5 separate regions of the Mus musculus genome follow, and all the other regions are linked to region 4. Evidence: chromatin contacts called from public HiCAR-type and promoter capture Hi-C data. All regions are on one chromosome and are shown on one strand. The core of a region is the stretch at or near the end of the contact, and the rest is flanking DNA. Distances in the headings are between cores, read along the strand shown.

What was found. Promoter capture Hi-C pulls out the DNA fragments that hold promoters and counts their contacts. HiCAR-type assays count read pairs that join an accessible place to other places.
Region 1: a promoter capture Hi-C map of pre-B cells shows a contact between it and region 4. The contact joins the promoter of Hdac10 here to the promoter of Lrrk2 in region 4.
Region 2: a contact with region 4 is called in a promoter capture Hi-C map of pre-B cells. The contact joins the promoter of Twf1 here to the promoter of Lrrk2 in region 4. A contact is called at or near these places in 1 of 39 promoter capture datasets (pre-B cells) and 1 of 115 datasets of contacts at active chromatin or transcription factors (bone marrow-derived dendritic cells).
Region 3: a contact with region 4 is called in a promoter capture Hi-C map of pre-B cells. The contact joins the promoter of Irak4 here to the promoter of Lrrk2 in region 4. A contact is called at or near these places in 3 of 39 promoter capture datasets (the 3T3-L1 cell line, the C10 cell line and pre-B cells) and 1 of 115 datasets of contacts at active chromatin or transcription factors (large pre-B cells).
Region 5: a contact with region 4 is called in a HiCAR-type map of astrocytes, with 5 times the contacts expected there. The contact joins the promoter of Arsa here to the promoter of Lrrk2 in region 4. A contact is called at or near these places in 1 of 484 Hi-C or Micro-C datasets (B cells) and 2 of 115 datasets of contacts at active chromatin or transcription factors (astrocytes and large pre-B cells).

The regions. Positions count from the first base shown.
Region 1 is chr15:89,127,047-89,130,542 of GRCm38.p6, forward strand. Hdac10 (histone deacetylase 10) reads right to left here and starts at 1,654. Exons shown (of 20, transcript NM_199198.2): 1 at 1,344-1,654; 2 at 1,139-1,273; 3 at 876-972; 4 at 548-645; 5 at 340-444; 6 at 104-172. The coding sequence starts at 1,402. It overlaps Gm46530 (a long non-coding RNA gene), which reads left to right and starts at 1,493. Exons shown (of 2, transcript XR_001781738.2): 1 at 1,493-2,147.
Region 2 is chr15:94,587,795-94,591,346 of GRCm38.p6, forward strand. It overlaps Twf1 (twinfilin actin binding protein 1), which reads right to left and starts at 2,030. Exons shown (of 9, transcript NM_008971.4): 1 at 1,958-2,030; 2 at 434-511. The coding sequence starts at 1,982.
Region 3 is chr15:94,542,376-94,545,947 of GRCm38.p6, forward strand. It overlaps Irak4 (interleukin-1 receptor-associated kinase 4), which reads left to right and starts at 1,285. Exons shown (of 12, transcript NM_029926.5): 1 at 1,285-1,451. It overlaps Pus7l (pseudouridylate synthase 7-like), which reads right to left and starts at 1,132. Exons shown (of 9, transcript NM_172437.3): 1 at 1,085-1,132.
Region 4 is chr15:91,670,996-91,674,731 of GRCm38.p6, forward strand. Lrrk2 (leucine-rich repeat kinase 2) reads left to right here and starts at 2,229. Exons shown (of 51, transcript NM_025730.3): 1 at 2,229-2,442; 2 at 2,625-2,710. The coding sequence starts at 2,286.
Region 5 is chr15:89,475,864-89,479,322 of GRCm38.p6, forward strand. Arsa (arylsulfatase A) reads right to left here and starts at 1,561. Exons shown (of 9, transcript NM_009713.4): 1 at 1,287-1,561; 2 at 1-792. It overlaps C230037L18Rik (RIKEN cDNA C230037L18 gene), which reads left to right and starts at 389. Exons shown (of 5, transcript NR_077233.1): 1 at 389-422; 2 at 1,396-1,556; 3 at 1,679-1,784; 4 at 2,007-2,146.

The DNA of each region.
Region 1 (3,496 bases), core at 404-2,903, 2.5 Mb before region 4:
TTCTCAAAGAACCCTAACTCTTAAGACCCCTAGTCTCACCACTGGAATTTTATCCCCAAAATGGTGAGCGGCAGAGAAGGGCTGTGTCCACACCCCAGCTCACCTGGGGTCATCGTTGAAGATATACTGGATGCCCTGGCCATGGTGGACATCCCAGTCGACAATGAGAATCCTAAATTCGGACAGTACTGGGGATTACTGGAAGTGGCTGCCTTTCCACCTTTAGGCTAGGAGCTCAGCCAGGAGTGGAGGGAGCTGGGTGGGACCTCTTAACCACCAACTCCACCTCTTCCTATTTAGTTTGGGTCCCCCACACTTGCAGGTCAAGCTTGGACACACCTCTGCAGCCCATATTTCTGCTTGGCATGTTTGGCTGCTAGAGCCACATTGTTGAACACACAGAATCCATTGGCAGCTGCCCTCTGACTGTGGTGCCCTGGAGGCCTAGGGTGTAAAAAAAAAAAAAGGAAACACCGGGCATGTCAGAGTCATTCTGTCCCCTCACAGGGTCACACACAGACAGCTAGGGGAGGAAGGTGGTTCTCACCTCACCAGGGCAAGCCCATTGTGCACAGCTCCTGTTAGCACAGCATCGACCAGCTGCAGTGCAGCCCCCGCTGCCAGCCGGGCACAGTGAAAGGTGTCCTGTGAGCCAGAGTGCAATTGAGCCTGGGACCTGACCTGCTTGTCCCAGGTTGCAGGTTTCCCACTGCTGAGCAGACAGGGCTGGGGCATTGGCAAGCAAAACATGGTAGGGTACGGTCATAAAGCATAAACAAGGAGACACTGGCAGGTGAGCAGACTTGGGTGTGAATGCACCTAGGCAGGCATATGGACATAAATCTGGGTGAATGGGCGTGTATGCTGGCTCGCACCGGGTGAAAGTAGACAGCATTGTACTGCTTAGACAGTGCGTGGAGCTCCTCTTTATCCAGGGTCTGGGTCTTCTGCACCAGGGCTATATATTCCGGGCTGCAGATCAGCAGGCGGGCCACCAGCAGGACAGGAAGGAAAGGAGCAGAGATTCCTGGTGGGAGTGCCCACCCAGTAATCCCTTTTAGCCCACACCACGGTGAACCCAAGGGAATGCTAGCGGAGCTATAAAAGGTTCGGGTCCCCAGATCTGTCATAGTCTGACCTGTGCACCAAGCCCAACTCTTCCTCTGATGCCTCACAAGCTGACAAACACAGGCACCTTTCTTCCAGGCCACGCTGCCGCAGGCCATCCAGGGCAGCTGTCAGGCGCTCTGGGCACTCAATTTCGCACTCGGGGCTGGAGCAGACAAGGATCTCAGTGTTCAGGGTTCCCTCCCGGCCCCCTACTTCTGTCAAGACACACTTACTCATCCCAGAGCAGTCGAGTGGCTGTCATGTCCTCGTGGTACACAAGTGCTGTGCCCATAGCTACACCGTGGTCACTTTGATCCGCTCTAACGCAACACGCCCTCTGCCGGCAGGTAATTGCACTGCCCGGTCTCACCTAACTATGCACGTAAACAATCCTCACTCGGGACGAACTGGGTTGTGCACGCTGGACCTGGGCAAGAGGAAACCACCCCAGGCCCAGGTCCGGGCTCAAGCCCGCCCGATTGTCAGAAGAGAACCGCTGGAAACTGAACTAAGCGTGACGCCAAACGCCTAACTTCCGGCTTCCTCTTTTACAGACTCCGGCCCGCCCCTAGGCGAGATTAGGGTGGAGTAGACCAAAAGGCTGAGCTCCCCTGGGATTGCGCGCGCTCTGTGTGTCTTTCTCTCTCTGCCTCTCTTTCTCTCATTGTCTCTTTCTCTTAGGCTGCAACTTCAGTGCCACCGACAACTACGTGTGGCGCGGAGCCTACGACCAGTACCGCCTCCAGTGTCCTTCTTGAAATGGATAGGAAGACAGGGCTGCCTGTCCTCAGGCCATCCATAGCTACAGCCGCAGCTATGCTTCCTTCTTGCCCCCAGCATCCTCCTAGCCTAACCTGGTAGTTTAGGCCACAGAGTCAGAAATGCCAACTGTCAATCACAACCAATTTGCCTGCTCCCGCAGGTGAAAGATGGAGAGGAGAGAAGTGAGCAGGGTGTGTATGTGAGTGCCTGCGGGGGCTGGCCTGGGCTGGATCAAAGCACTGAACTTCCAGAAGGGACTGACAGAAAGGCCACAGGTAAGAAAGAGGCCACTGGAATAGAAGAGTTATATAAGACGCCAGGCCAGCCAGGAAAACTGCAGCACAGTGTGAGGCTAGGAAGGGTAGAGGGTTCTGAGCAAGGAAGGGTGAGGAAGCAGGGAAGGGGGCCTTAGGAAAGGAGGAACAAAGGAGACATGAGCTCAAATACCAGCTAAGACTATACATATATATATATATATATATATATATATATATATATATATATATATGTATGTTTGTATGTATATATGTATATATATATACACACACACAAATAAACACACACAGATATATACACACATATATACATACACATATATACATACATGTATATATACATATATATGTATATACATATATATATATATACACACACACATTTCCATAGTCCAGCCTTGTCTCCAGTTCCGAAATGAGTGTTGGCATTACAGATGCCTCAAGATGGGGGGAAGGGACAAGACACACCCCCAGGATGATGAGGGGAAGGGGGCAAGGCTGCCGCTGACGTCTGTGATAGGAACACATACAACTATCATGTACAGGGGAAACCAAAGAGCCCTGGAGTGGTTAGAAGTAGGTGCCCTCTGCCATACTCAGGAGTTGGGAGTTCAGGCAAGGATTTTGGAGGAGCCCAAAGCTTCTCCATCTTCTAAAAGCCAATTAACTACCCTGGTTTATGTATATTGTGGGGTAGGGCATGAACTGAGCCACACCTCTGTAACTGGGTGAAGTATTTGAAGCCTTGGACCATGGTTATCACAAGGGGATTCAGGCAGTGGAGCCATGGTCATGGCATCTCCTCTGACAAGATTAGACTGGGCAAAGTGTATTTGCCCAGAACTTGTCAAATGAAGGGAATGAAAGACCTCACCCTTATGTCCTGCCCTGTCGCACCTGTCCTTGGGACATGAGGAAGAACATGGACCATCTAACCAGCCCAAGTGTGGTCTCGTGTCTAATGGCTTGCAGATGACAGTATGGGTTCAGGGAGGCTGCCAGGGAAATGCTGGTAGAGAGCTAAGACCTTCCTCACTAGAAGTCTGGACCATTGGAAGACAAATGCTGCAAACTCAGAAAGAAGGAGGCATCCCTCTATCTGGGTCTTAACATCATCTTCCCCACCATCCTCCCTTGCATCAGTCTCCAGACCTCCTGCTCAGACTCTGAGCCTTAAGAGTACAGTCATTCAAGAAGGGAGGGGCCAAGCCCTAATGTGGCTTGAAGCATTGGCAAGGACTAAGTGGCACCAGCACTGTGGCCTGGGAAGAGTCAGGGGACTGGCACCTCTATTAGCTGGAGGACATAGAGCTCAGGTTAGCTCCTTTTTGTGCACAGAGCAGCTTGGA
Region 2 (3,552 bases), core at 780-3,279, 2.9 Mb after region 4:
GAGTCAATTTATAATTTGCCATTTTCTCAGAACGTTTGCAAACAAGAAAGGATCTCTGTATGATCCAATCAAGCAATAAACAAACAAGTATCTCAAATGTTTCTACTTCAAAACACAGCTCATTGAACAACTCACAAAATAATTAGTTTTGTTTTCAATAAATGCCCAGCTACTGATTTTCATTCTAGAAGCACTGACATTAGACATAGATTGTGCTGCAGAAAAACACACAACAGGTGAAGCCTCCACACCAGAAAGCACCTGCTGTCTCCGCAATGGCCGCCCCCAGTTTAAAAGGAAAACAGGCTGAAAGGCAAGCTCTGAACTTGCTTCATGCTGATTAATAGTTCAAATTACTCATAAGGCTTGGAAACCTGAAACTGTAACAGCTAACCCTCCAGGGGCACAGAGTATCTTAAAACTGTTAACTAACCATTTTCGATAGATATTTTCAGAAGTCTGTATTTCCCGTTTCTGGCTCGGGCAAAGATCTCTTTGACATCTTCGCTTGCTGTGGAAAATGATAAAGGGAAAAAGTGTTTAAACCTAGAAGTAGTTTAGTTTGTATTCACCTAAAGAAAACATAAATTAAAGAAACATGTGGAGCATACAGGCCCTTCTTATTGTTACTATAAAACAGAAGCATAAAATACCGGCCTTGGCGAGGAGCAAAAACTAAATACTAGCATTTAGAAGTACAGGAACTTCAACATTTTAGCCACAGAACTCAGTAGCAGAAGTAACACTAGGGTGAATGCTTTCAGTCAAACCCAGTAACAGACAAATTGCTCCATGTTTGAAAATGTTAACAAGTTGCTTCTAATAGTCCAATTTTAAGTTTGTGATGTGTGCTCCTTCATCAAATCATGTCCTGTATCTGTCCATCAAGAACAACAGGATCAAATCTCATATACTGATTAAAGAAAAAACCTGTAAAATACACTAGATCTTACATTTTTCTTGCATCTCTTTGTAAAAAGTTATAGAAGCCACCCAGGAAATAAACATTTAATAACCTATCCCTTGTGTAGTCATCATTGCTTCAAATTCGGTCTTGTGTTGTTGATTGCCAAGCAAGACTAATATTTATGTCTTGTTATATAAAAGGCTCAAACATTAAACAATAATTTTGATATATTTAAATGTCATAAGTAACACGGGGGAGATTAAGTGTTGTTAGATCGGAGACTATTTTTGCCTGCATGTGCACAGAATTAAGTGGTAGTGTCAAAAACCCTTAAAACACAAAACAAGTTATTAAGTGGTCACCCGGGGGAAAGGCTCGGTTAACTATTACGGGAAGTGCTCTAGTTTATATTAGAACTCGTTAAATAACCCCGGGATATATTATTTGATTCCGTAGGAGGTTGAGTACGTCCAAGTTGCCTATTTTCCAACCAGGAAATAATAAACGGCGAGTAAGATACACAAGTAAACTGCACATTCGACTGTCTCCACGGGGTTCATGAGGTGCAGCTACACAGATCAGACTTTGCAGCTGCCTGGGGTGCAAGCATCCAAAGATGGAAAAACACTCCCTACTCGGGATTTCTCCGGAAGGAAGGCACACCCGCGTTCTGAGAGAAAAATCCGGGGAGTTCGGGAGGCAGCCTACAGCGGTGGGAGCTGTTTGGTTTTCAAACGATCTGAGTGCTGGAGCAATCTCCTTTGGCGGGTCCCGAGGAAAAAGTCGCTCGGCTGGCCGGCGGCAGGAGCCCAGCCAGCTTCGGTCTTCCTGCTCTCGGCACGGGGGCCGGGATGCAGCGGGGTCGCCCGGGACATCCTCACATCCTCGGTTCTCTGGCAGCCACCACCGGCCTGTTACGTGGCGGCCGCCGGGGAGGGCCGCGAGGGACACAGTCGGGGCCGTCGCACCCAGAGCAGCTCCAATGCCGTGCGCGCCTCCAGCGTTCCGGCCCGCAGCCTCCCGGGAGCCCCTGCCCCGTGGCGCCGTTACCTTGGATGCCTGTCTGGTGGGACATGGCGGCGGCCCCAGGCTCCCGGCTCCGGCGCAGGGTGCGGTAGCGGCCCCGGCCGGCGGATCCAGGAAGTAGCGGCTCCGCCTGTGCGTCATCGGCCCGCGACTCTCAGCCCCGCCCCCAGCACCAGCCCCGCTCTCCAGCGCGACATAGACCCCGCCTAGGATCCCGCCCCCTGTTCTTTCACTGGCTACTTTCATTGTCGTCACAAGCCCCGCCCCTTAAGCCATTGGCCATGCCCTTTCCCGGCAATCACCCCCCCTTGCCCCCCCCCCCCCCCCCCCCGCTGCTGTTTCTGTCCAGGATGCACCTTCTGGCAGTGGGCTGTGTGTCTATCACACGCCGCAGCGACACACCTCATCAAAATGCTTTAGAGGGAAAAATGGCCATTTTCCGAAACAAACGCTTTCTACATGAAAGACATATCCTTTGCTGTAAAGAAAAGACCATTTTAAGGCGAAAGATAAAACAGTTAAACATTTGCAAAGCAAGATGGGGCTCAAGACCACTCCTGGCCCACTTTAAAATAAGAGACTGTAGAGTTCTCCATTATTTTCCCCGTGATTTGAATCTCAAGCTGTTCACTTTTCAATTGGTCACTATCACACAAAACCACTGTTCTCACCTCAAAAAAGAGAAAAAAAAGTCTATTCTGAAATCAAATATGTGCCCTATCAGGCGGGGAGGAGGCACTAATTCAGGTGACACCCCATCCCAAATATCATGTTTCAACTTGGTAACAGACTTATGAATTTTTTTTTTAGTACCAGAACAAAAGAAAATCACAAATCATCTTTAAAATATATTTGGTGGGGACATGGGGCTATACCCAAAGTGGCGAAATTTCTGCTACTGGTTCAGATATTATCTGAAGAGGGCATCTTTAACCTTTCAATGGGAGAAGCTAAGTGGTCTGTACATTTCCAAGGATGGACTCAGAAGTGGCTAGTAACTGGGATGGCCCAAGATAATTCAGCTTAGGACCTACACCACAGTCCTACACAATCAGGCACTTCTAATCAGCTAGGCAACCTTTTTGAGTCTTGAACAGGTTTGGGGTGGCTTTTTTTTTTTTCTGGAAATTTCAGCTCATAGCACTTTAAGAGACCTCATTGTCCTTTCTCTGGTTCCCCCAAAGAACTGAGTGTGAAACCACTGAGCCATTGAGCTGACCTGAATATCTCTCTGTGGTCAGCTCTACCCTTGGAAACCATTAACAGAGCTTTGCTTTAGGTTAGCCTTTGATTGCTTCAAGTCAAATGTGTGTTCGTAGTTACCTGGATGCAATACATTTGTATGGAAACAGCAGACAGGAGTTACCGTTCTTTCTCACTGTACACTTTTATCGGCATGCATTCCCCTGTGAAAGTTTATTCTATTGTTTATTTTTATGTATGTTTTCTAAGTAGAACTCTAGCTCTAGATTTTAAAGCCTTGGACTAATAAATATATTTATTTTTTTATATTCAAACTCGATTCAGGCAAATGACATAATGACAAGGTATGGAGTCCCTCTTCGAGTATAAAGCATTTTAAATAAGCCACTAAATAGGCCTGCAACTGCTTTTCTTTG
Region 3 (3,572 bases), core at 35-2,534, 2.9 Mb after region 4:
TTTCTTGGAGCAGCGGCCCAAGGCCAATTCTATAGGGAATGAATCACAGTCCTCACACAATCTACTCTCTCCACGACACACGGAGCCCTGAGAGAGCAGCTTCACTGCCTAGCTCTTGTATTTCCCAGACTTTACAAGTAATTGATCATCTACATCCTCAGACATTTTCACCCACCAATAATCTAATCTATAGGATTCATCTATAAGCTTTAGGAACCTGTTTTCTTTTCTTTCACACACACACAAAGAAAAAAACTGATTTAATTTCCTGTATAGCATGACTAGCTAATGTGTTCATTATTTACTGTCCATCTTCTTCAACTTAAAGTGTCAGTTCCACATGAGCCAGAATTCTGACTAGCCCATATTCAGAACAGCACCAAGGACATAGTAGGTCTGCAGTAGATACTAGTTGAACAGATACAAGTAGAACACAGTAAGAGCGTTAATGGTGACAAGAAAGAAAGAAGTGTTAACTTTTGTCTATGATAATCAGGAATGGTATATAATAAACTGCTACTTGACTTTGGAAATAGTTCAAGAGACAGAAGCGGGGTAGAAATACCACGTGCAAGTACAATCAAGACGGGCACTGGGGGGGGGGGGGGGAAGGGGGAAGCCCTGACACAGAGCAGAGGGGATAGGGAGAATACAGCTGAAGTAATGCTGACAAGGAAAGATAGTGAACACCCTGTCAAAGGTTGGCATCTGCCCCCGTGGAGTTGTTTCTAATGGCAGATGGAAATCAGCAGTCAGCTCTGACCAAGTCCACAGGGGTCCTCGGAACCCTAGGGATTGTTGGAAAAGAAAGACCATAGGACGGCTTTCCAGGCTACACGTGGGGACAGTGCAGCACGAAGGCATGGCAGTCAAGCAGCTAGTCAAGAGGCGGGCAGACAGGGCACGTGGGGGCGAGGGTGGCAAGAGCTCCTCCTCCGCTCCGCGGGGCGAGCCGAGGCTGCAGAGGGACTCCCACCCCAACCCCACCCCGCTCCCTGGGCGCCGCCACCACGCCTCCCTCCCCGGTCCAGCAGTCTTGGATCCACCGGTGACCCGGCATCCTAATAGACTCTGTGAGCTCTACCTCGCTTCCGTGAGAAAGTGGTCCGCCGAGTGACACAGTGCGCATGCCCAGAAGCCTTTCCGCCGCCTAGCCTCTTACAGGGACATTTAAAGGGACAGGCTCCGGTTGGTGTAGCTCTTCCCTGGGTGGAGCTCGGGGAGGGAAAGGCGTGGCCTTCCGGATTGGCTCCGCCCCTATACTCTCACCCTTAGCTGACCTGCCCTCCCTGTCCCACAGGGGGATATGATGCCCCGGTGACCCGCAGCATCCCGATCGCAGGCAGTCTGAAGTCGCCTGGTGGTCCTGCGTCCTCCACCCCCGAGTCCTCGCCGGACCGTGGCGGGACGCCGATCGCCTTGTCCAGGAAGCGAGGGACGTCCGAGAGGAAGTAGGTTGTATGAGGAAGGCTGATCTCAAGCCACGATCTCTCCGCTGTCCTCTGTCCCGGGCCGGGTTGGTGATCAGTCGCTTCGCTCCAGAACCAGGAAATGGGCGCACTCGGGCAGAGGAGGCTTGGGGAGCCCCGCAGCCTCTGTGCGCTGCTCTGCCGCCGGAGTGTCTCGCTTGCTCGCTATGGGGAGCATAGGAAGCTAGCTGTAGTCAGACAGTCCAACAGGTAGAGGGAGAGGTAAGCGCAAGACAGATTGGAAGCAAGAGAGGGGCAGGAAAAGCATTCCCAAGAGAGCAAGAAAGCACCATTAGCTTTCGGAATGGACACAGTGGCCCCAAAGCAGGAAATTTAAAAAAAAAAAAAAATCGATTTTTCCGTTTCTGGGAGTAATTCTTCAAGATGTATGCCAAAGAGCTCAGGGTTTTTTTTTTTAATTCTCCTATTTTCATGCTAAACATTTTTGCTTCCTACATGTTTCAAGACTGATCTGATCACTCCGGCCAAACTTGGGCCTCCCAGTCTTGTCTTTGTTGTGTTCCCTGTTCAAACAGAAACAAACAAAAAACAAACAAACAAAACAACTTAGGAGATGAATTCGCACTCTACAGTAGCACAGACTTCTGTTGACTGCACTGCAGACAACAACGGACTGAACCGCTGAGCCTGTAAGCCAGCCCCAATTGAATGCTGTCCTTTATAAGAATTGCCTTGGTCATGGTGTCTCTTCACAGCAATGGAAACCCTAACTGAGACAAGTCACCAACTGGGAACCAAGTACTCAAATGAGGGACGATGGAATCCCCTCCTGTTCAAACCACCGCAGGCAGCGTTTAACAGACTGCCAAATGCATTCTCAGCTTGCTACCTTCTTCCATCATTAGAATAAAACTCCCCTGTGTTCTTGCCTCCCTTTTCTCCCTATTCTTCCTAACGTTTTATTTTTCAGGCACCTGGATTAATATCTGTCACAGATAGGACATGTCTTGGTGAATGGATGACATTATACATTTTAGTATACCCAAAGCGTTTTAGTGGCCACTGAAGTATGTCAGTGTTTAGAAATTGTGGACATCTCTCGGCATCTCAAAGGTCTTTTGGCAGATGCATCAGGAACAAACGGGGCTGCTGTAGGGTGAGAGGCATTGGGACAGCTAGTGTAGAACATGGTTGTTTGGGTATGGGGGAAGTTCAGACTGCGTAAAAGTATAAGGAAGAAGTGACCAGGGGGAGGGGCCAGAGTGGGAAGAAACCAAAAATTCTTATATAGGAGGAAGCTTGCTGGGCTTTTTGTTTTTGTGGGGTTTTTTTGTTTTTTTTTTTTGTTTTGTTTTTTGTACTTTGTTGTTATTGTTGTTGTTTGTTTTACTTTGCATTTTTTTTTTTTTGGTCTGTTCCCTGTGTCTTTGGGCCCCATCTCAATCCACAAGCATTGTTCACAGAGGAGAGGGCACAAAGGTCACCCCTAGCAGTCAGGTCTAGTCTTTCAGAGCACTGTAGCAGCCAAGGAATTGAGCTGGTCCCGAAAGGTGTTAAGCGGCTTTGACGTGTAAGTTTTTCTGAGCTCTGATGGGACAGAGAGGTTAACGGACACAGAGATGGCGTCAGCCCAGCTGCTTTAGTTCTGAGTCCTGGAAACAAGGTCTAGAAAGGTAAAGAGGGTTGGGCTGGATGGCCCATTGGTCTCCCCAAGAGGTCAGAGGTCATCCAGCTGATGATCCATTGGTCTCCCCCAGAGGTCAGAGGTCATCCAAGCTGATGGATGGCCCAATGGTCTTCCCCCGAAGTCATCTAGGCTGCTCTCCAGTGCTTAGGGTTTCACTGATTCAACTGCTTCAAGGTGACAAAATGAGCGATGTAGAAGGGACCTTAGGGTGCCTCAAAGGATGATCTATCCCAGGAGCCACAATAAAGCATAGCAGATAGAAGAGATCCAGAGCATAAGTCAGGAGGTGATAACTGTACAGCCTTGAGGGGAGCATTAGGAGGCAGGGAGCACACAGTGGGACCAATCTGCTCACCTCATGCTATGGAGAGAGGGGTAGAGAGAAAGAGGGAAGGAAGAAGGGATGAGAGGGAGAACAGGGTCACATCCTTCAAGGCATACCCCTAATCAGCCTT
Region 4 (3,736 bases), core at 979-3,478:
TTCCTTTTGTTTACTTTTTCTTTCTTCTGATGGCAGAATATCTGAGTTTTAATGAATCACAAATGTTAATGTTGTGTGTCTTCTGTCACTGCGTTTGCTTTTAATGCTGGGCTAAATAACGTTTACTATCCAGTGCCTCCTAATTATTTTTTATTTGCTTTTTAACCCATCTGTAATTTGTTTTGGTGTTTGCTGTGGTTGGCCATGTCAGTTTTATTTCTTTCTTCCTCAGAAGTTAGGTAAACATTGAGTGTTATTTTACTATTCTTTGACTACTTAGTTATGAACTTCTGTCTGCAGCCATCATCTTCATTCTCGTTAACTGGGAAGTTAATGAGTCTTGGAAATTTAGTCAATCAATTCATCACATTTAAAACTCAAGGACACTTTGCCCTAAGGTGTACTGGCTTCTGGCAAATGTTTCCAGCAGAGAGCTCAAAGTACACCCTGTTTGGTGCCCTGCTGAGTATGGAGTCCTACAGGTGGATGATAGTCCTACAAGGGGACTTTGGAAACACGGTGTCACTTAGAATTTTCTTTTGAAGGGACATAAGTCTCAATTTCTGGCAAGGTTTTTGGTGTGTGTGTGTGTGTGTGTGTGTGTGTGTGTGTGTGTGTGTGTGTGTTTTAACAAGAAGTAAATAAAATACGGGGGAAAAAAGAAAAGAAAATCTGAGGTCCTCATGTCATGAAAGCGCATAGAAGAGGTAATATAGGTCTCATATATGTCATCAGCTGAGAGTTTTGTCATTATGGAAAATTACACACAGAGAGGAGCAATGCCCCAGGAATTCATCTCTTACCTTCCACAATTCCCAGTTCATTTCATGTCTAATTCTTCCCGTTTTGACCCCACCCTTCAATCGTGGGTTACTTGGAAGCAAATCCTAACTATTCTAGCCTTGCAAATATTAGCACTTTACTACCACGCAAAGGTGAAAACCCTTGGCAACAAGAAGCACTCAGTGAGTACCCAAGCTGATGGAAACTTGCTTTCTTGTTCTGCTGAAAGTGCAGAGTGTGGACAAACTTTCAGCCTGACCTTCAGTTGTGTCTTGGCTCTCAACCCGCCTCTCAAACCCCTCCACCTCTTACCCATCCCAAAGACATTTCCTCAGACAGGAAAGAACTCCTCATCCGTTTGTGAATTGTTATCAGAATGTTAACGAACTAGAAGCCAGGAAATAAATTAACTGCTCTAATTCTCCTTCGGGGTAAATAACCTTGAGGTTGGGTCATCTGAGACCATAGAACATCCAAGCCTTGACTACAGCACTGTACCAGAGACTTCTCTTCTTGAAAAACCTTACTACGTGAGCATTTTCTTTTGCTTTCTTCTTGGGATGCAACATCTTCTTCACAGGGATGCTTTAGCACTGTGCCTTGCAGATCTGTCCCCTTCTCCCCCGCCCCCTCCCCTTTCTTCTCCTGCTTCAACTCTTCATTTACCTCTTCTCCTTCCCCCTCCCCCTCTCCCCCTGCTCTCTCCCTCTCTCTTCTTCCTCTACTTCTTCCTCCCTCTCCTTTTCCCTTCCCTTTCTCCCCTCCCCCCATTCCTTCTTTCTAGGTAGGCTCTTATAGCCCAGGCTGGCCTTGAACTTGTATGAAGCAAGGATGGCCTCCGATTTCTTTGGTTCTTGTCTTCACCTCCCAGGTGCTGGAATTAGCAGTTGCCCCGGCTTTCAGAATACCCCTTTTAACTTTAGAGGCCCGGGCAGCAGTACTAATAACTAGTTCAGACCAAGAATGCCGTTTAAAGACTGTTTCTTCCAACCTTAGCTTCACTGACTCTGCTGTGAGTTCCATCCTTGAGAGCTGAATCAGAGCTCCCAGATCCTGCCTGCAAACTCAAAACAGAGAGAGGCCTTTTGGCAACCACAACCAGAGCTCAGGATAACCAACAAGCAAACAACTCCTAAAGCCCATGTAGCTGGCCGATTTTGATTGTTAAACGCTGCATTCTTTGGGGAGCAAATTACTCCTCTCCCTATAGGGGGAACTCTTAAAAGAAACCGCTTTCCTGAAAGGGGCCAACTGGGCGGTGTCCTCCTTTCCCAACGCCCCTTTGCTATTCTTAGTGGCGGGGTGGCGGCTTTCGCTTTTCCCCGGCGGAGTTCCCAGCGGCGCGATGCGGCTGGGCAGGCCGGGCTGAGACTGGGCAGGGGCGGTCGCCGTCACCGTCTGGGCGCGGCTGGGGACCGAGGGCTGGGCCTGCAGCGGAGGCGGCCGAGCAGCTCTGAGAGCAGGAGCCGTCCCAGCTCGCCGCAGTCCCCGCCGGCTGCACCATGGCCAGTGGCGCCTGTCAGGGCTGCGAAGAGGAAGAGGAGGAGGAGGCTCTGAAGAAGTTGATAGTCAGGCTGAATAATGTCCAGGAAGGCAAGCAGATCGAGACGTTGCTTCAGCTCCTGGAGGACATGCTGGTGTTCACCTACTCGGACCGCGGTAATGCCTGCAGCCCCTCCCTCCTCTGCAAACTTTATCCTGCACTTGAGTCTTAATCTTGGGCACCCCACTCCTTTCCTTCAGGGAGGAAGGAGCTGAGATCCCTGGAAGATTGAAAGGATGCCAGGATGCCGTGGTTTGTGACTTTGTTTTCATCCCCCATTTGCCCCCTTCTTTTCCAGCCTCCAAGTTATTTGAAGATAAAAATTTCCACGTGCCTCTGTTGATTGTCCTGGACTCCTACATGAGAGTTGCCAGTGTACAGCAGGTAAGCGGGCCTTCCCATCTGTTCCTGAAGACTGTTCTGTGATAGGCCTTATGTCCCGGGGTCTTGAGATTTGCTTTAAGAGGGGAAATCTTGTCAAATGTTGGCAGAGGAGAAGCACCTTTGACATTATCTGGGTGGTGGTAGCAGCAAAATGAAAACAGGGCTCTTATTGGCAAGGTGAGTCCGTTAACCTTTCAAACTATTCTAAGAATGCTCCTTAATATACAGCGAGTTTCTGGTAGAGCAGTGCAGTGAATATTTCCAGCAAGGGAGGGTAATTAAAAAAACAGTAATAAAACAGTCAAGTCTAGGGTCAGTTTGCTTTTATACTTTTAAATTAGAAGACACATTTCAAGGATTCTTCCTGCAGTGTATATCACCCAGTATCTAAAGAAAGTGATGTTTCCCGAATGCCCCCTCGCCTGCCGTGTTTACATTTCTACTTTGCGGCTGTTATCATACAAAGTGGATACAAAAGTAGAACTTCTGTCTGGATCTGTGTCACAGGAAGTCCAGAAGTAGGCTATGTAATTAACTGTGATTTTAAAGCAGACTCGGATAAGTAAGAATGGCTTTCAGTCAGGACAGAATTACTTCTGAAGGTGCTAACTTCCTTTAGAGGTTTGCGATCTGGGGAACTGAAATCAGTTTTGTCATCCAAATACTGAGAGTTATTTGTCGGGGAACTCTGGAGGCACGGGAAGAATAGAATACTCCTTCATAGTCATTCTAGAGACTAAACTTTTCTTAGTCTCCAAGTTCTCTCTCTCTCTCTCTCTCTCTCTCTCTCTCTCTCTCTCTCTCTCTCTCTCCTCCTCCTCCTCCTCCTCCTCTCCTGCCTCCTCCTCTTTCTCCCTCTGTTCCCACCCTGTCAAGTTCTCACAGTATAACCCAGACTACTTAGAACTTGCCATTTTCCTGCCTCTGGCTCCCCAGTGCTATAATTATAGGTATATGTCACCATACCTGGCTCTAATTTTCTTTTAGAAAAGCATACTTTTATCTGCAGTAAATATTTTTATTTTT
Region 5 (3,459 bases), core at 311-2,810, 2.2 Mb before region 4:
GACCCAAATAATCCTTCTGTCTGTAGGTCCACTCTCTGAAGCTCCAGCGAATCTGTCAGAACTCGGAAGGGGGTGGCCTGGGGTGTAACTCCACAGAGCCCCTAAAGGACCAGGGCTTCATTAACGTCACGAGCGGGGATCTGACCCTGTTCACCCAGAGGTGCCAGCACAGGCTTGGGATCAGGAGCAGAAGTCACTTCACATTGACCCGGGAGGCTCCAGCGCCATGGGACAAGGGCGGTTCGAAATTGAGGAGGAACTGGTGGTAGACAGCGTCGATCTCAGGCAGTCTCGGATACGCCCGCGGTCACGTGACAATTGGCTGACCCAGAAGGGGCGGGCTCTGGGACTGGGCGGTACAGAGTCGGGGCTAGGTGGAGCTGGGACCGGGCGAGGCGGAGCTGGGGAGCCGAGCCAAGCGGGTTTGTGTGCCTATGGGAACCTTCCGGGTGGGGCTGCTGCGGACCTGGGACCGGGGCGGGATAGGGTGAGGCTGGAGATTGCTCGCGTGCTCCCGATCCTTATCTGCGCCGGTTGGGGTGTCCCGTGCTGGGCTTGGTAACCTTACGTTCTTTGCTCCTGCGCGCTAGGCTCAGGACTGCCTAGCAGTGCAGCACTACAGCTATCTGGCTCTCCTGCTGTGTCGCTCTTAAATGCGTGTCTGGAGTTCCTCTGGCGAATGGTGGGCTGTTTGTCTCATTTCCTCTGATGAGATACTTGAGGGATCCTTGTTGAAAAAACATCAGCATCCCCCTTCTGACTGAGCAAAGAGGCAAAAACCATGGAGTCTGACTGCAACAAACCAGGAAGACAAATCTGATTGGCTGCTGGCTTTTTGCTCACAACCACCTTTGGTGAATTTTGTGAAACACAATGTATCAAATTATTTAAAAAAATCCTTTCCCTTCTACACGCGTAACTGGTGTTTAAGGTTGAGTGTGTGTGTGTGTGTGTGTGTGTGTGTGTGTGTGTGTGTATCTGTGGTGTTAGAGCTGGGATGTGTGTCTGTGAGTCTGGTGTTTGAGAAGGGTTGCTGGGTTCCTGTGTGGTATAGCTTAGGGCACATTAGTATTGAACTAATGGGAAGACAACATGACTTGTTTCTAACTCTTCATTTATACATTATTGAATATAACCTTTTTTTCTTATCAGTTTTAACTGTTAAGGGAGACTAACAGATATATCCCTCAGAGGGTGGAAGGGTGGGTTCTTAGTGTACTTTAACATCTAAAGGTCCCTGTGGTAACTGGACTTCCCAGATCTCCCCGCCCCCAAAAGCCCCTGACCTGAGTCACTTTTCCGGAGCAAGTCTCTTCCAGGGTATTTCCTTGCAGGTGGCTGTTCCTAGGGAAGTCATTTGTCCAGATTCTTGGCTTTGATTCCTCTCCAAGACAGAGTGGCACTCTAAGACCTCTGGCGTCAAGATGGTCACGACCTGCGCACCCAGGAAGGAAGACGCTGGAGCCAGGGGGGAGATAAACAGGGTTCTGGAAGGGCCTCCCGACTACAGTAGCGGATCAGACTCAGGATCACCCAGTGGTCTAACACAGGCTCAGGTCAGGAGCAGACAACACGTGACACTGAGTTGAAGGTGCCCTCTGGCAAGCAGAATGAGGGTGGTTCAGAATGACGAGTAAACTGGTCATTGATTTATTGATTTTTTTTTTTTTCACTGAAGCCTGGCTCTCTGGGCATCTGGAATTCTCCCGATGAAATCTGCAAGAAACTGCAGGAGGAAAGTTCGAAACTGCAGAGACCCCAGAGATGGCACAGGAAGGAGCTGGGTCTGACTGAGGCTACTGCACACCTCATGTGAAGTGGGGGGTGGCTGGGGGCGGGGGGGGGGGAGCAATCTTCAGTTAGTGGCTCTCTTAGTGTCACATTCCAGCACGGTTTCTGGACTTGTGCACGGGTGGGGGTTGCCGGTAGTCCTTCTATTTAGAGTCAGGACAGAAAGCTCTTCTGTGGCCCAGAAATCTTTGAAACTGTATTTGGATCTCTCCCAGCTGGTGGCCACTGTGAATTGTAATTTGAAAGGAATCAACCAGAAGCACTTTCTTTCCGTTGCTAGCTGGGGAACTACCCCAGGACCTGCGCATTATTCTCTGGAGAGCCCGAGTGGGGTTGCGATGTTATGCAAATCGAGGTACGTTTCCCCTGGGTTCTTGGGGGACTCAGGTGTGTGTACACGTGAAGGTTGCTTGGGCTCAGCTCTGACCTAGAGCTGTGGAAAACTTGGAAAGAGGTATCTGCCTGCCGCCAGCTCTGTTCAAAGCTGAGCACTGAAGGCCAACCTGTCTTTAGAGATGTGAACTCTCTCCCACCCCCACCCCCCCTTTTTTTTCCCACAGAGCCCCAATTGGAAGTAGCCTGCTAGGGTTGGTTCAGGAAGTGGCTTCAGATGATGCCTGGGGCCTTGCTAATTTTGGACAAACACCCACAGTTGAGAAAGGAGCCTTGCCTTGGGAGGCAGGTCTCTTATTTCTGTACCTTGCTTGCAAAGGGATAGGAGAGGCCTCTGCATGGGGGTAAGATGGGGTGATTGAGTTGCAACAGTGGCCTGAGTAGAGTACTGTGGCTGTTCTTGCATCAGTTTATGTGGGGACCTAGGACGTATCAGGCCTCCACCTTCCCTACCCTACTGCCTCTCATCATGGTTATGTATAGGCGTTGAGATGTACAGTGCTGATCAGGACCAACAGGGTAGTTCTAACAGAAGAGCAAATATCTTAGGCAAAAACAGACCTGATGGAGTCCTACCTGGTTGACCATGTGGGGTTTGGGGGTCTGCTGAAGGCAAGTTTTCAGTTGAGTTATGATCAGGGGCCAGGCTTTGTCATAATCTCTAAAGGAAGGGGAACCCTGAGACACCCCTTCACACATATGCTCAGAGGAAGAAGAGTTACGGTCAGATGACACAACAATAACCTCTGGTCATCAGCTGACCTGTGAATGACATCTTGCTGGGCAGATAACGAGTTTCCACATGCAAGACCTACTATGATTGTAGTTTATAGCATTATAGGAAAATGAAAATAGGGCTAGAGAGATGGCTCAGTGGTTAACAGCACTGACTGCTCTTCCAGAGGTCCTGAGTTCAAATCCCAGCAACCACGTGGTGTCTCACAACTGTCCATAATGAAATCTGATGCCCTTTTCTGATGTGTCTGAAGACAGTTACAGTGTACTTACTTATAATAGTAATAATAATAATAATAATAATAATAATGTCTTTAAAAAAAGAAAAATGAAAATAATTGTAAGCATTTTATTAGGAGTGCTGGTTCTTCTACAACAAAGTTCTTTCCCAGTGCTTTCAAAGAACTAAAGGGCTGGCAAGGTGGCTCAGCCGATAAGAGCACTCTTCCGAAGGTCCTGAGTTCAAATCCCAGCAACCACATGGTGGCTCACAAACCACCCGTAATGAGATCTGACGCCCTCTTCTGGTGTGTCTGAAGA